Regions from separate parts of the Mus musculus genome. Here region 1 is linked to region 2. A link is a contact called in public promoter capture Hi-C data. All regions are on one chromosome and are shown on one strand. The core of a region is the stretch at or near the end of the contact, and the rest is flanking DNA. Distances in the headings are between cores, read along the strand shown.

What was found. Capture Hi-C pulls out chosen DNA fragments and counts their contacts.
Region 1: a promoter capture Hi-C map of adipose tissue shows a contact between it and region 2. The contact joins the promoter of Gna12 here to the promoter of Mad1l1 in region 2. A contact is called at or near these places in 2 of 39 promoter capture datasets (liver and pre-B cells) and 2 of 9 other capture datasets (adipose tissue and liver).

The regions. Positions count from the first base shown.
Region 1 is chr5:140,828,993-140,831,692 of GRCm38.p6, forward strand. It overlaps Gna12 (guanine nucleotide binding protein, alpha 12), which reads right to left and starts at 1,439. Exons shown (of 4, transcript NM_010302.2): 1 at 1,002-1,439. The coding sequence starts at 1,304.
Region 2 is chr5:140,320,166-140,322,865 of GRCm38.p6, forward strand. Mad1l1 (MAD1 mitotic arrest deficient 1-like 1) reads right to left here and starts at 1,387. Exons shown (of 18, transcript NM_010752.3): 1 at 1,342-1,387. It also overlaps a transcript of Nudt1 not described here.

The DNA.
Region 1 (2,700 bases), core at 189-2,688, 510 kb after region 2:
CATATGCTTTTAAAGCAGGTTTAGTGTCACATACCAAGATGTTTTCTAATACAACTATATATCTTGGATTAACTTGGAGACTGGGGTCGGGGTGAGGCCGGGGGTACAGGTAGGGAGGTGGTTAGGGACGAACACGATTGGCACAGAACTGACCCTTGTTTCAATGCTGGGTAGTGGGTGTCTCGAAGCTCCTTCTAACATCTCACCTAACTTGGTGTGTATGTTAAATCACCATACTAAAAGGTTTAAAGAACAAAGTATGGGTGGCACATGCCTGTAATCCTACCACTGGGGAGACGGGTCAGAAGGATAAGGAGTTTAAGGTCAGCCTTGTCTACATGGCAAGGCCAGCCTGGGCTTCATGACTCCCTATCTCAAAAATACAAACACTGGCAACTTAGTCTAGTTAGTAATGTCCTCCCTAGCACGCATGAAGTTCTGGATTCAATCCCAGCACTACACGAACAAAGTATGGTGACACAGCGCCCTCCTCCTCTGTAATTCCAGGATTTGAGAAGTTGAGGAGAGAAAGGATCAGGAGTTCAAGGTCATTCTTAGCTACAGAGTGAGTTCAAGGCCAGTCTGGGGTATATGATATAATGTGTGTGTGTGTGTGTGGTGGGGGGAATAAAATGGTCAATTCTCATTTACAAATAAAAAACGAAGGCTGATGTCCTCCAACCTACACTATAAACTTTGCATGCTGGAGGGACAGGGAGAGTTGGCGACCCTCAATCCACGTGTCCAGCCCTAACACCCTATTTGTAACCCAAGTCCCTGAGAGTGGTCCAGCTTGCATTCCCACGGTCCCCAAGCGTCCAGGGCTCTGCAAATCTATCGCGCCCCTGGGAGGTCACGGGAGTAACCCCAACTGCATTGCTTGAGGTCCCTATTGGAAGGGAGGGGCGCCGGGTGGCAGGGTCGCGGGTCCGTGGAGAACAAAGGGGGCGGGGCCCGCGCGCCACCTGGACCAGGTGTGTGTGGGCGGGGCCGCGCGTCACCTTAAGGATGTTGTCGAAGATGGTGTCGCGGAACTCCAGCAGCGCCTTCTGGTCGAACTCCCGGCCGTGGATGATGCGCATCTGCTTGAGGAAGGTGGACTTGCCGCTCTCGCCGGCGCCCAGCAGCAGGATCTTGACCAGCCGCCGCACCGCGCGCCGCTCGCGGGCCAGCAGCGCGTCGATGTCGCGGCTGCGCCGTCGGGCCTCGCGCTCCGCGTCGCGCGCCGCGCCCGCCCTGCGCTCGCGGGCTCCGGCCTCGGCCGGCAGCAAGCAGCGGCTAAGGGTCCGCACCACCCCGGACATGGCCGCCCTCAGGCCGCGGCCGCGCCCCGCTGGGGCCCGCGCGCCATGGACGCCCCTCAGCCGGCGCGGCCCTGCCGGGCCAGGCGCCGCCCCGCCCGCCGCTCCCTCAGGCTGCGTCCGCCGCCGCCGCCCCGAGGCCCTCACTCGCCGGGCCGGCTGAGGGGCGGAGGGGAAGGCGCGGAGGGCGGGGCGGCGCCGCGCAGAAACTCTTTTATTGGTTGGGAAGTCTTCTATCTTGGGCAGCGCGCTTTTTTACTGGACAAGCGTGCCTTGGAGGAGGCGGGCACTCCTGTGGTCCTTGGGGCGGAGCCGGTGCCGAAAAAGGCGGGATCTTTTCGATGAGGGAGCTTCTTATTGGACTGCTGAGCAAACTTCTTTCTTTCAGAATGAAAGGGAGGTGGGGCCATTGAGGAGGAGGAGCTGAAGCCCTTCGCAACCAATTAGAAGTGCTCTGATCGTTTGTCAGTCACAATAACTACGCTTGGGATTGGAAGTTGTGGGAAATGGGGCGAGGCCAAAAGTGCCAGGTGTACAGAGTGACTCTCTGCCTTGATTCCCAGGTTGGTCCGGCTGTGAGCCCAAGATGTGGCTGCAAAGTTGGGAAATAGCGATGAGGTCCTCCTGCTCTTAAGTTTAGGGAGAAAGCTCAGTCGTTTTCCTTCCAAAAACATTGAAGCAGGGTGGGTCATCATTTTCAAACAAAAGCTGCTTTGAGTGTTACATGGGCCCCAAATAAGGAGAAAACAAACAAACAAAATTATTGTATGGGTCTCCCTAGGCACTTTCTTAAAATATGATTAAGGGGAGATGGTTCAGTGGGAAAGAACTGTGAAAGTGTGAGGACATGAGTTCAAATTTCCAGTTGTGCCTGTAACCCCACCTCTCAAAACCCAAGATAAGACCAATTCCAGTAACTTGCTGTGCAGCTATCCTAGCCCCAATGATAAGCTTAAGGTTCAGTGAGAGAAGCTGTTTGAAACGTTACAGAGGGGAGGCAGTTGAGCGACTTCTTGGCCTTTGTATGTATGTGCACTGGCGCGCGCACACACACACACACACACACACACACTTGCACACACATGCACGAGCGCGCACACACACATCTGTGTTTGTCATAATCACTCAGGCAGTTTGATGTGGAATAGTGGTCTGAAGTGTGGTGTCTGAAGGGTGTTGGTGCTGCATGGAGAATCATTACAGAAGCAAGAGAATTGAGATGAGTTTGAAGCCAGCCAGGGCTACATAGTAACTCTCTCACCATCTTGGCTAGAGATGATGTTGCAAGAGGAGGTCAAGCTTGTGTGATATAATCCCAGTATTGAGAGAGCCCGAGACAGGAAAATATGGAATTTGAGGCCAGCCTGGACTAAAGCTTGACTCTGTCTCAAAATGTTTT
Region 2 (2,700 bases), core at 137-2,636:
AGCTAGACCCAATCTCAAAACGGGTGTGTGTGGGGGGGGGGGGTAACTTTGCAGAAATTTCTTCTGAATTTCCCACTTACAAGAACCGTGGTGTGCACCCCAATTACACATATGACAAAGCGAAGCTAGTGGCCAGGTGGACAACAGGCACAGTGGGAGAAGTGGGCCTTTGCTCACCAAGACACACTTTCTGTCCTCCCTCTTCGGACCAACACAAGAACTCTGCCATTAACACACAAGAATGAAGGGCTGCGGTTTCAGAAGCCACGACACCACACAGGTAACTAAAGCGCCACCTCAAGTTGTACCCTCTCCACAAGAACCCTGAACTTCCAGACAGCAGACTTTCCAGGACACCAGCTGCTCTGGATGGCTCCTGAGTTAACAGGGACACACACACCTTCTTTCTGGTTTCAGCCAAGGGACAGCCTGAGAACCTAGCACTTGGTGACACAGGTCTGTCATCCCAGGTACTCAGAAGGCTGAGACAAATTCAAGGGCTGGTGGCAAGTTCAAGATCAGCCCGGAAAACTTGGGAAGCCCCATCACAGAATAAAAATTAAGAAGAAAAAGTAAGGATTGGGCTGAGGAGGCAGCAGAGTAGGTGACTGCTTAGCGTACTGCTCTGCGAGAATGGGGACTGAAAACAACTCAATCTGTAAAGGCACTTTAGGGCAAGACAAGACAAGCAAGGTTCCATCTTTAGGACCCATATGGAAGAAGAAGAGAATTAAGTTATCCTCCAACCTCGACAGGAAGCCTGGTATATATATGCAAACACACACAAATCAATTAATTAGCCGATTAATTAATTTTTAAAAGGACTGGGGACATAGCTCAGTGGTAGAATGCATAAGTTCCTTGGTCAATCAACAGTACTGCCAAAAACAAACAGACAGACAGACAGACAGACAGACACACACACACACACACACACACACACAGTGGGCCTGACATGCGACTCAGCGCTCACCGGGGCTTGCCACCAAGACTGGTCAACCTGAGTTCGATCCCTGGGACCTACAAAATAACCGACTCCAACCCCGGGAGCCCTTCAGCCCACAGTGGGCCACGCTGTCCCCTCCGCCCCCGCCCCCGTCCCGGTCCCGGTCCAGGCCCGCCACCCCAGGCTCTGCAGCGGGACACCGGGGTGGGAGACCGTCCAGAGCGGCCCCGGGAGGGAGACACGGGGGACCCGGCAAAGGGAAGGCGCGCGACAGGACCGACTCAGAATGCATGCGTGTCGATGGCAGCAGACAGCTCCCTCCCGTGGCCTCGTTACGGTCGGGCAGGGCGCGAGGCGCCTGGGGCGCTCGCAGATCCCGCCACCGGGTCCCTTACCTCAGTTGAGGAGCCCGGTGCTGCAGCAGCCGCTCAGATCTCCCTCCTCTCCGCCGGTGTCTATATATCGCGAGACTTCCGCCGGGGTCTCGCGAGATCTGAGAAAACGGCCCGTAAAGAATTAAATATGTGCTCCACGGGCGTAGCCTGAGAACAAACCGCAGTCCCGCCAGGGGACCCGGAACCAAACTGGGCCCGGCTGCCTGTCCCGCAGGGCGCTCTTCCACTGCCCCGGGGTGCGCCGTAATGTATGGAATAGCACCGCGCAGGAGGAAAGGTTTGTTTGTTTTTGTTTTTGAGACAATGTTTCTCTGTGTAGCCTCGAACTCACAAAGATCCACCCGTGCCTGCCTCTGCCTCCCTGGAATTAAAGGCTTGCCGCACAACTGCTGGGCACGCTCGGAAAGGGAACAAAGTTTTGGAAAGTTGCGTTGCCTCTGAATCTTGCCACTTTGTATACACAGGTTGTTTTGTTTGGGCACTGTTTTGATTGGTTAGCTTGTTTCACTTTCTTTCTTTTGTGAATGAGAAGTCCTGGGAAGAAGTCCTTCACGTTGCGGGTCCAGAGCCTGATGAAATTTGTCTAGGGGCTATGTCTTTAGCCTCCTTCCTACCCGTTGCTTTCCTGCCTCTGCGTCAGCTCTAACGTGTTGTGACTAATGAATAAAAACCTCTTGGAATAAATTAAAACCCGGTTTCTACCAACCAAAATCCCCCGGACAGCATCAGAAGCATATAGCTGGTATTTCTCTTTGGTGTAACTGCCTACTTAAATCTTCCAACAGGCCGGTTTTTTATGTTTTATTATTTTATTTTGTGTATGGGTGTTTCATGTGCATGCATGATGTCCATAGAGACCAGATGAGGTCAGCAGAGCCTCTGGAACGGGAGTTAGATGTCTGTGAGCCAACATGTGTGTGCTGAGCACTGAACCTGGTGATCTTAACCTGAGCCATTTCTCTGGCCCACCACCAATGGCTTGGTTTGCTTTGGTTGTTTGGTTGTTTTTGTTTTGGGTTTTTTAAATAATTTTATTTATTGATATTAATAAATAATATTAATAAATAATAAACAATTTATTTATTTAATACATTTGAGTACACTATAGCTGTCTTCAGACACTCCAGAAGAGGGAGTCAGACCTCATTACGGATGGTTGTGAGCCACCATGTGGTTGCTGGGATTTGAACTCAGGACCTTTGGAAGAGCAGTCAGTACTCTTAACGGCTGAGCCATCTCTCTAGCCCCTTGTTTGGGGTTTTTTTAAGACAGGGTTTCCCTGTGTAGCCCTGGCTGTCCTGGAACTCAAGGCTAGCCTCAAACTTACAGAGACCCACCTGCCTCTGCCCGCCTCCCAAG